3 separate regions of the Mus musculus genome follow, and regions 1 and 2 are each linked to region 3. The links are chromatin contacts, called in public HiChIP or PLAC-seq maps. All regions are on one chromosome and are shown on one strand. The core of a region is the stretch at or near the end of the contact, and the rest is flanking DNA. Distances in the headings are between cores, read along the strand shown.

Region 1 (3,987 bases), core at 880-3,379, 380 kb before region 3:
ATGAATGTCACTCCTAACCTGGAGATCCTCATTGTGATATGGGAGACAAGACAGCCAGGCAATTATGAAGCACTTAGATCCACACTGAGGAAGAAAGAGGCTGAGGTAGTAGAGAAAAAAGATACAAAATAACTCTGGCATCTTTGAATCTGAAATTCTCCTCTACAGGGACATGTTTGAAAAGCTTGGACAGTCAGTCCAAGCTGACTGTCAACTATTTAGAAGGTGGGGCCTGGCTGTCAGAAGTCAGTCACTAAGAGAGGGTTTTGAAGGTTATACCTGGTCCTTGTGCTAGTCTCACTGTCTGTTTCCTGATCTGTAAATGATGTGAACACCTCAGACACACACCTCTATCATCATGAATGGCCATGCCTTCCCTGCCATAGTGGACCACTGCAAGCCTCTGACACCATAACCCAAATAAATCTTATATGAGTAGCTTCCACCAGGCATTCTCTTAAGTGACACAAAAGTAACCATACTCCCATTTCAACCCCTAACACTAGATGAAAGAGATCCCCGAATCTAATATCTTCCTTTTTGTTTTATCTTTGACTATGCCAAACCTCAACCAACCTTCCTAAACAACCAATGACCACCCACCTTGTCTCTCAGGACCCTCACATTTATGTACCCTTTGAAAAATTCCCAGATATCCAAACATCACACAGTCACAAAAATTATCTGCAGCTGGAAAAACCATGCCTCTGCTAGAGCACGAGACAAATCACGGTCAGCTGCTGCGGACGTTCTGGAAACAGCCTCACATCCCTACACCTGGGATTAAAAGAAACGCACATTCTTATAATATTTCTGTGTTTTTTAAAGAAATCAGGGGCTGGAGAGATGGCTCAGTGGTTAAGAGCACTGACTGCTCTTCCAGAGGTCCTGAGTTCAAATCCCAGCAACCACATGGTGGCTTACAACCATCTGTAATGGGATCTGATGCCCTCTTCTGGTGTTTCTGAAGACAGCTTCAGTGTACTTATATAAAAGAAAGAAAGAAAGAAAGAAAGAAAGAGAGAGAGAGAGAGAGAGAGAAAGAAAGAAAGAGAAAGGAAGGAAGAAAGAGAGAGAGAAAGAAGGAAAGAAAGAACTCTAGTGTTAGTAAAGTCATTACCCACTTACGGCAACATGGCGCACCTCCAGAAAGCGATGCTTCTAGCTCTTTGTTATATTCCAGGTCCTGGGAAGTTTTTGCTTCTGCATCATATTGTTTTATTCTACTGGGTTTCTGAAATGTGAAGAATGAATGTTAAAAATGATTTGCTTCTCTGCTTGTCTGCTTTCTCTATTCCTTATAGGACACAGTAGGGAAAGGGTGGATAGAAAACTCAAGATGGTGGAGAAGGAACCCCGGGAAAAGAGAGGAAGGAACAGAGGGAATGGAAGAAGAAGGCAGGTGGGAATGAAGAAAAGAATCTGAATGAGGAAGGAGAACACGAGAGAAAGATTGGGGAAGGTCGGACCACAGAGATGGTGGCAGAGACAGTGCTTACTGTCAAGCTCTGAGACATGAGTTCAATCCCCAGAGCTCACTGGTAGAAGAGAGAACAAACACTCCCAAAGCATCTTCTCATTGCCACAAGTATACTATATACACACATGCATATATGCACACTCACGAGTATACTATATACACACATGCATATATGCACACTCACGAGTATACTATATACACACATGCATATATGCACACTCACGAGTATACTGTATACACACATGCATATATGCACACTCACACATGCACATACATACATGCTTAAGGTTAAACATAGAAAAATACAATGGGTATGATTCTATTTTTTAAAAAGGCCAACCCTTGCTACTATTGCTTTGACAGGGTCACTGTAGCTGAGGCTGGTCTTGAACTCCTGGTTCCCGAGCCTCCTCCTCTTCGGGAGGGGAGGGATCACAGGTGTGAACCACACCGAGCATAAACTCACTCTTAGGTCATGATGTAGCCTTGTACAAGCCACATAACAAAGACTGGACAGATGTACTGCACCTGTGGTAGATTAGATGACTGTTCTCCATTCTTTGCTGCTGTGGGAACTGGTGGTTCAATAGAGTGGGCCAGGGAATGCGCTTCGCAGGCGGCCCTGGGTGGGGTGTGATGACTCAATGGGGACCACGGAATGTGCTGGAATTCACAATACATTTACTTAGTCCAGGGGAAGCTATGAAGACACATCCGGTTTTCTGCTTGCCCTTTTACATTCCTGTGATCTTCCATGAGGAAAACTATCTCCCAGGAGCTTCCAGTCTGAGGAAAGGAGAAGACATGCAGCACCATCTAACCTCCCCCACAGCCTGGACCCCAGCCCAGCAGAGCCCAGCAGAGCCCAGCCTCAGAGCCACGGCAGGCCTGAGGGCCTCCGAAAGATTATAGCGTTTGTTGCTGAGAGCCAGAGAACTTGGTTGTTAGGCAGCAAAAACCAATTTGCTGTGATCATTTCAGGGTGTTAAGATCATTGATCTTTCTCAGACATGTTGTGTTTTTCAAGTGTATTTGAGAGAATGGTGTGAGGACACGTTTCCCATTTCATCATTCATTACAGTGATACATTAGCAAACACGTTGGAATTCCACTTACATTGGGCAAAAGCCAGAAACCTGCTGAAACCTTAAAAACCCGGAGTACTGATCCACAGGCATTCCCTCTCCAGGTGCTCTCTGCCTAAGCAAACGTCAGTACACGCTTGCTTGGTAAAGGAAGATCAGCCTTTCCCACGGTTGCCTTTTAGACACCAGTTGTGTCTCACACAGTGGCAAACCCAGGCAGGGGGTGTGGGGGCTGGAAGGCCTTATACAGCTTGAGAGAATTAATACAGAGGAGACTATCAAAAATGTTCTCTTGACAAACCCCTTTCTGTCCTCTCAACTTTCAGTCAGAGTCAACTGTTGTCTTACTGTTTTCCTGGTCACTACTGGGAGACCGTTGGGTGAGACTACAGTAAACAAGGTGGGGAAAGCTATCAAAGGAAATGACTGATGGGAAAGAGAAAGAAGGAACACGGGAATGAAGAAAGTGATGAGAAAGAGGCTGAGGAGGAGATTAACCTATGAATAAGAGGTAGGGACCCCAATCTGGCAGACGGAAGTGGCTCTTTGCTGTGACATGGGCCACACAAGTCTGCCCCACTTCTTGCGGCATTCCTGGGCCATGGTGATGGCCGCCTTTCTCTGAACGCTGTAGTCTTCACTCTGGCTGAGATATCTTCCCTGGGCTCCAAGCCTCAACACTCTACTCGCTAACCAGTATCTTGCTGAGATCCCACGGCCCTAACCCTCTCGAGCTTTAGACTGGCTATAAGCTCTTCCAGGTAGGTACTGGCTTCAGGTCCGCCCCCATCCTGTCTCCAAGGAGACACTCAATCTCCATTAATTGCATGAATGAATGGATGGATGAACCGCTGCAGCAAAGCCAGCCAGGGGCACACACCTGCCTCACCGCCCTGCGGGCTGACAGTTTCTTTTTTCCGGTCAGGTTTTGACGGCTGAACTGCCAAACCCCTTTAACTTCAGAGACCCCGAGCTTCCACGGAACAACCATTTCTTCTGAGCTTGACATAGGGAAGCAGAGCAGCTGTGCATGGGAGACCTCACAGAGCCTGTTGTCTTAGCAACAAAGCAGATAAACAACAGCTAGGCTGTGCTGTGTCTTGATTTCCTCTTGAAAGAGGAGAGGGAAGGTCATAAGACCCCCCACAAGACTCTCCCCCTGAGATCTAATCACCAGTCCTGCCTGCCTGCCCCCGCCATGCCCCGCTGCCGGGAGTAATTATGTAAGTGTGACTAGTTCGTGCTCTTGCAAGCAAGGCAAATAAACGTATACCCACAGTTTGGACTTGACCAACTCTGGTCTACAGGCCCTGTCTCTAGCGAGGTGAATAGACATTTTCATATCCCCCAGAAGCCTGGGATCTGAGGTGATTTTGTTGACTAATTGAACAGCAAGTCCCACCAACAAAATAAATATGGCTA
Region 2 (3,685 bases), core at 119-2,618, 320 kb before region 3:
AATGGACCCCCTCTCTTATAATCTATTTTGGACCCCACCTCCTTTTTCCTGGCTAACACTAGAAAGGGAATCATCCCAATTGCCCCACCCCCACACCAAGATTTAAAACACCCTATAAAAAGGCGCAGGTGTCAGGGCTTTCTTAAAGCCCAATAAGGGAAAGCTACGCTTCCTGGAATTTGAGTTCTGCCTCTGGCCCTGAGCGGAGACGACACCATGATCTGCTCCTAAAATGAGGTCACCTGCCACTGTCTCCCCCTTGAAGAGTTAACCCATGGGGCTGTCAGTAACCAGGCAGGCCAGGGCACCACTTCCCAGGAAAGCTGCAAGTCTTGCTAAGGAGATGGGCGGAATAACTATCCCTCAATGTGGTGATGCACTTACCTTCCCTAAAAGCCCTCCCCGATGCAGCCATTTACAGAGTTCGTGAGTGATGCAGGCACGGAGAGCTTCTACCACTCAGAGTTCCACTATGCAGTGGTACTGACATTTACAGAACTGCTATGAAGGAGGAGGGGCTTTACAGCTCCAGCAGCATCACCAGCATTGCTCAAACCTGCCTGCTTTTCTGAGTTTGAACTCAAATTGTAACCACCTCTCCCCCAGAACAGTGGGAGGGGGGGGACCCAAAAAACAAAAAGTCCACGAATGCTTTCCCTGGCACTCTGTCTGTTCTCAGTCTCCAACGTTTACTGCATTCCCTAAACCACTGCAAATCAGTACACAGTTGGAGGTCACAGTACATAGCTGGTTGGTCACAAGTTCCATAGTCACTGGGAAAGAATTTCAGGAAGGAGGAAAAAGTCTTAGGAAAGAAAACCCAAATTCCAGTGCAAAACCTGCTCTAGGCTTTTTTTTTTTTTTTTTTTTTTTTGAGACAGGGTTATACTTTGTAACCTTGGTTGCCTTGGAACTTGCTGTGCAGACTAGGCTGGCCCTAAAAGTCATAGAAGTCCACCTGCCTCTACCTTCCGAGGGCCGGGACTAAAGGCATATGCCGCCACACCCAGCCTCTGCTGGAGGGTTTGGGCAACACTTGAGTCATGCACATTACATACAATCTCTGCTAAAGATAAACAAAAAAACCAAAATCTCCAAGCCCCCCCCACCACCAGCGCACCAAGTGCTCTGAAGGCTGACAGCAGAAGGATGGAGAGTCCAAGGCCATCCTGGATTATATAGTGGACCCTGTCTTTAAAACAGATGCCTTTCATCTCAGCACTCACAAGGCAGAGGAGAGCCGATCTCTCAGTTCAAGGCCAGCCTGGTTAACAGAGCTATTTTCAGGTCAGCCAGGGCTGCACAGAGAAAACCTGTCTCAAAAAACCAAAACAAACAACACCCTGTGCTTCTGCTCAGGACAGCAGCCAAATGAACAGACTGCTAATGCAAAACGCCAATAATCAATACTCTGAAGGAATGTGCCAGAGTCCAGAGTCTTCATAGCCCAATGTCCAGAATACAACCTCAAATGATTCAGTAGAATGAGAATTAAGAGACTGAGATTCTAGCTCAGTGATAGAACATTTGCCTAGCATGTAGCCCACGGTTTAATCCCCTGCACCAATAATAAATAATAACAAAAAATAACGGGGCGGCTGGGCACAATGGCAGGTACATGCAATGTCAGCACTTGAGAGACTGAACCAAGAGAACTGAAAAACTGAGGCAAACCTGGGCTGCCATGTAGGTCATCCTGGCTACAAAGTGAGACCTTGTTTCAAAAATACCAACTGGGGAGGGGCACAATGAACTAAAAGAACTGGGAGTTTTATTAGCTCTGCTCAAATCTTTTAGACAAAAGTAAGCTCTGGGGCTGGAGTGACAGCTCAGCCATTAAGAGGCTGTACTTCCAGAGGATCAGAGTTCAAGTCTTACACCTGGAAGGAGGTTCACACTCATCTTATCTCCAGTTTCAGGTGACCCACCGTCCTCTTCTGGCCTCCACAGATACTGGACATGTGGTACACAGACATACATGCAAGCCAAGTACCCATACACATAGAATAAAAACAAAATGAAATCTCTGGGCACCCCCTTTCCACTTATCTCACATCTAGAAATACTAACTGCAACTGGACTAACGACTCAAGCTTAACACCCCAAACTGCAGTTTTGGTAAGGAAACCCAGAAGAGAAAGCTCATAGATCTGACCCAAAGGCACAGGCAGCCAAAGCTGATAGATGGAATGAAATCAATATAAAAGCACTGTACAGCAAAGGAGCCATCTTCCGTGAGAGATACCTTACAGATGGGAGACAACACTACAGATCACACGTCCTACCTGATAAGGATTTCCTGTCCAAACATCTACGGAACAAAGGACTCACTATGGAGAAAACAAATTGTTGGTTTGTTTGTTTGTTTGTTTGTTTGTTTGTTTTTTAAAAAAGGGCCTGCGGTGGTGGCGCACGCCTTTAATTCCAGCTCTTGGGAGGCAGAGGCAGGCGAATTTCTGAGTTCGAGGCCAGCCTGGTCTACAAAGTGAGTTCCAGGACAGCCAGGGCTATACAGAGAAACCCTGTCTCGAAAAAACAAAAACAAAAAGAAAAAAAGGACAGAAACTAACTAGACATTTAGATAATACAAATACTAATAGATAATACAAAAAAATGCCTAAATGGTATGTAATAAACTGCTTAGCATTACTAATCGTCATGGAATTGCCATTTAAAACCACCGTGAGCGATCACTTTACTTCACTAGGATGACTACCATGAAGAATGAAAGATTACCAATGCTGGCAAGGGTGTAGAGAAGCCAGGACCCTGGACACCAGCAAGAGCTGGAAGCACAGCCATTATGGAAGACGGCCAGGGACTTCAGAAAACAAAACCCAGAATTATCCCCACGATCCCGCCGTCCCACCAGTGAGTATGGACACAAAGGAACTTCTCTGATGCTCAGTTCCGTGAGCCTGACTGGTTGGGGGCTTCTGGGGATGCACAGCGGAGAATTAAGTGCTTACCAGCATGGCCTGACACACACATAGGAACTTCCATGATACTGGGAACAGGGACACGACTTGAAGTCACTTATCTAGCTTAGCAGACGGAATGTTGTCACGTGGTCTGAAAACAACACTCCCTGGGCTTTGCCAATACTGTTTGCTGTCATGCCTGTATCAGCACGTCCTCTGTCAGTAGCCCAGAAACATTATACCTCAGGGAACACATGGTATTTACAGTCTGGAACGGAGAAGAATGTATAATCCCTCAACTAAATATCACTGCCTAAGGCGGGTACCCTTTCTTCCCACTTTAGATTTGATATGCTAGAAACTAAAGAAATTAAAAAAAAAAGCTAGAAAAAAGTATTCTTAAGTGTATATGAACGTCACTGAAACACTGAGTCCAGGCAAGGTGGCTAGATACGTCCAACATACTCAAGACCGTATGCTGGGACTTGCGTCTGCTTTTCCTACAGTCCAAGTATGACTCAGACGTCAAGGGGAAAGTGTTTGTCAGCTGGCCGAGAGCTCTTCAGAGTCACCTTGCTTGTTGAGCAACAGTCACAGCAAGGCAAAGTTAAATTCTGTCTTACAGAGAACTCAGCACAGCTCCCAAGTACATTCGTACATTTCTTGCTAAGTTTTACTTAAGGAAGGGTCTCTCTAAAGCGGTTTTGAGACAATGACTTTTGCATCCCAGGTAGGCCCTGAACTTGCTAATGTAGCTGAGGTTG
Region 3 (3,587 bases), core at 956-3,455:
AAGAATCCTAAATTCAAGGCCAACCTGGGGGACAGTATGAGATGTGGTCTTAAGCAGTCAAGCAAGCTAATAAAATCACCTTGAGGGCTGGAGAGATGGCTCAGCCGTTAAAGGCTAGGCTCACAACCAAAAATCACCTTGAGAACACTCAGCAGGCCGTGAAAGATTCTGCTTGGGCAAACGTAAGAGGGTTTCATAGAGGAGGTAGGCTCCTGGCTTAACTTTTGAAAGAAAAGTTGGAATGGGAAGCAATTCCAGGCAGAAGGAAGAGCTAGGAGGATGTCGGGTTGGAGACGTGGGGGTGGGGGTGGGGGTGGGGTGGGTAGTGGCTAGGAAGGCTGGGTGTAAATGAAGGTGTGCAAATCTCAATATGGTACCTAGAGCAACCACATCACCCTCAACTGGGAAAGGACATGCAGATCTGGGTGTTCCACTGGGTGTCAACTGTCATATTTTAGGCTTGGCATCTGTAGACATTCATTTTTTTATTGTCTTTGAGATCCTGGGGGCAATGCATTTCCGTGAGTGTTGGTGCTGACCATGCCAGCGAGTGCTGCTGTTGTGTTATAACCTCTGCCTGGGCTTGGTGCCCAGCCAGGCTTGTTACCTCCTCTGTGTCCTCTGTGAGTCACAATCACTTTCTCACATGGCCCTTCCCAACTAATTCCTGGAAGTTAAAGCAGGATGTGGCAGAGCACACCTGGAATCCCAGGACTCTGTGGACAGGGACGAGAAGATGGCTGTAGGTTTGAACCCGGCTAGTCTACATAGTGAGTCCTGAGTCAGCCAGGACTACATAATGAGACTGTGTTGAGAGGGAGCATTTTGGGAAAGGAAGGAAGAGAGAGAGAGAGAGAGAGAGAGAGAGAGAGAGAGAGAGAGAGAGAGAGAGAGAGAGAGAGAGAGAGAGAGAGAGAGAAGGTGTCATATGCAGCATGTTCCAGGCACTCCCCACACCTTATGTAGGCCTGTTTTCTTCCATCACATTGCTCAGCCTCAACCCCATGTTCTGCTTTCTGTTTTCTTTCTTGTCAGCTCTTCCAGCCCCAGTAGAAGGTGGAATTTACAAAAGCAAAGTCTTATGTTTTTTCCTTCACTGGTATATTCTCCATGCTAGCACAGAGCCTGTCATGTGATGAGCAAATTATACCACATAACTTGTGATGGTTTGAATACCCTTGGCTCAGGGAGTGGTGCTACCAGGAGGTGTGGCCTTGTTGGAGGAAGTGTGTCACTGTGGTAGTGGGCTTTGGGACCTTCCTCCTAACCATGTGGGAGCCAGTCTTCTCCTAGCAGCCTTCAGGTGATGATGTAGAACTCTCAGCTTCTCCCGCACCATGCCTGCCTGCATGCTGTCATGCTCCTGCCTTGATGATAATGGACTGAACCTGTGAACCTGTAAGACAGTCCCAATTAAATGTTGCCCTTATAAGAGTTACTTTGGCCATGGTGTCTGTTCACAGTAGTTAAACCCTAACTAAGAAACCTCCTAGGTAGCTTCAGTTAAATTCATCGGCTAAGCCATAATTTTGCCCCTAATCCAAAGACAGTTCACCGTTTATTAAATTCCACAAGCTGAGCCTATTAAATCCTACATGTTGGGAGTTCTCGAGACAGAAACTGACCCCGGATGGGGCTAGAGAAACGCACCACTGAAAGAACCCAGAAGAGTGAAGAGGTAGAGAAGAGGGTTGTGGAAGGAGTCTGGTGAGAGCAGACAGGTGGAAAAAGAGGAGCCGACCTAATGATGGAGAAATTCCAGCCTCAAAAGTCCAGAAAATGTCTCAGAAACTGAGGCCCAGGTGAAAGAGCTGCTAGAGGCTCCTCTGTTGTCTCTCTCCTCTAGACAACATCCTGGGTGTCCACAAAGCCTGGCCATGGAGCTAGCATCCTTTTCCTTAGCGACTAAATGTTCTAAAAGCAGCCCATCGTGAACAAGATAACTCGAGGATCTCCAGTTCCTTCACCAGATTCAGTTGACAATACAAACCCAAGGGCCCATCTGACCACTATGCAGCTCCTGTGAGCAGAGCTGACTCTCCTGGGCCTCCTTTGCTGCCAGGAAGGAACATGGCTGGGACACATGTCCTTGTCCTTTTAGGCAGCAATGCTCAGTTGTTTCTCAATACAATGTGGTTTCCTCATGGGAAACCTGTGTGATTCACTTTGAATTCGTCCTTCCTTTTCACTACACTGTGGGAAAAGGTCAGAGTGAGATCTTGTTCCTAAGCCAAGTCAGCAAACATGATCCCATATTTACTGTTCTAGCATGGCCCTGGGGCGGCTCTTTTGAGGCAGACAAAGGTGAGGTGGGGGGGGGGGTCAGAAGTTTGAGTGTGTGTGTGGGGGAGGGGGAAGACTGTGCCACCCCATTCCATCCCCACCCACATGGCCTCCCTAAGAACCTCCTTGTTACCTGATGTGCCACGGGGCCTCAGTCCCTCAGCCTTTTATTTGTCCTGAGTCATTTCCAGGGCATGGACCTGGAAAGTTTTCTAACTATCCAGATACAAGGCCAATTTTTCTAGTGTACCTAGAATAACTCTAAATCATTTTGTTGTGGCACTGCCTGACATGGAGGGTGTTAGAGGCCATACAGTTTTGTTAAATGAAAAGCATTGTCCAGATAGCATGATATCCAAGATGACTCACTACATTTTTTTTTTGACAGATGGTCATTATGTAGACCAGGCTAGCCACAGACTTACAGAATAGGCCTACCTTTGCATCCCAAGTACTGAGATTAAAGGCACGCCAACATTCCTGGACATCACTCCACGAGTGAGATCCTGTTCCACCAAATGTTGGTGACCAGACAGAAGTTCTTACCCTCATAATCTTCACTAAATAGGCAAGATAGATAGATATTAATAAATAATTATGAACAAGAGGGATATAGAAAAAGGGGAAGTCCGAAGTACCCATAGAGCTTTTAGTGGAGTTATTAGATACATTATTAGTGCCTGAAAAAGTTCCTTGAGACTGAGCAGGCATTCATGCTGGAAAACTACAATTCCCATGTGGCCAAGCTGTAGAAAGCATGGCGGAACCAATGACAACATCAAATTCAGTAGACTTAGTTCTACATACCCCACCAGAGTTTGGTGGACCAACAGCCGTTTCTCTCCTAACTGTACAATACAAAAGGCTTTTACAGGTTATAACAAGAGACCCATCAGGCTTGGTTGTTCCTGTTCAAATGTACTCATTTATTTTGCTGTGATAAAGATGGAACCCCCATCCTTAGGCATGCTAAACACATCTTTATAGTGCTTTCAGGGAAGTGTTGGCTACAGCCTGTCACCAGGGCCGAGGCAATCGGTATCAAGAGAAGCACGTAGTCCCCACAAGACTCTTTGAACAGGCTTGTTGCAAAAGTTTTGTGAATATGGAGGCAGACCATACCAACATGCTAGTGAGAGAATAGACATGTCTCTTGGTGTGACGTCAACTTAGAGGCATCAGCTAACAGGGCATTGGCCAGCTGTCCTCGCAGGACAGATGGGCTGAGGAGGCTGAGTCAATGCAGCTGGGAAACCTTACAGTAGGAAGTCCCCAAAGCCTGCTACGTGGTGACTTCAGGTCAC

Evidence for each region. HiChIP or PLAC-seq counts read pairs in DNA pulled down with a chosen protein or histone mark.
Region 1: a FOXA1 HiChIP or PLAC-seq map of pancreatic cancer cells shows a contact between it and region 3. The contact joins two enhancer-like sites. A contact is called at or near these places in 1 of 484 Hi-C or Micro-C datasets (liver), 1 of 115 datasets of contacts at active chromatin or transcription factors (pancreatic cancer cells) and 1 of 9 other capture datasets (embryonic stem cells).
Region 2: a FOXA1 HiChIP or PLAC-seq map of pancreatic cancer cells shows a contact between it and region 3. The contact joins two enhancer-like sites. A contact is called at or near these places in 2 of 39 promoter capture datasets (both in liver) and 1 of 115 datasets of contacts at active chromatin or transcription factors (pancreatic cancer cells).

The regions. Positions count from the first base shown.
Region 1 is chr13:95,543,807-95,547,793 of GRCm38.p6, forward strand. It overlaps Gm32640 (a long non-coding RNA gene), which reads right to left. Exons shown (of 3, transcript XR_382764.3): 2 at 2,009-2,143; 3 at 1,064-1,234. Among named protein-coding and RNA genes, the nearest start is that of Gm32640, 3.0 kb to the right of the region's middle. Within about 2 kb of position 2,130, at least 33 of the 459 cell types and tissues checked have an H3K27ac peak or open chromatin away from gene starts, as enhancers often do. A contact at or near this core is called in pancreatic cancer cells, where this site is marked.
Region 2 is chr13:95,607,918-95,611,602 of GRCm38.p6, forward strand. The region is part of intron 1 of F2r (coagulation factor II (thrombin) receptor); the gene reads right to left. Among named protein-coding and RNA genes, the nearest start is that of F2r, 8.7 kb to the right of the region's middle. Within about 2 kb of position 1,369, at least 47 of the 459 cell types and tissues checked have an H3K27ac peak or open chromatin away from gene starts, as enhancers often do. A contact at or near this core is called in liver and pancreatic cancer cells, where this site is marked.
Region 3 is chr13:95,922,231-95,925,817 of GRCm38.p6, forward strand. No RefSeq gene overlaps it. Among named protein-coding and RNA genes, the nearest start is that of Gm24032, 27 kb to the left of the region's middle. Within about 2 kb of position 2,206, at least 10 of the 459 cell types and tissues checked have an H3K27ac peak or open chromatin away from gene starts, as enhancers often do. A contact at or near this core is called in liver and pancreatic cancer cells, where this site is marked.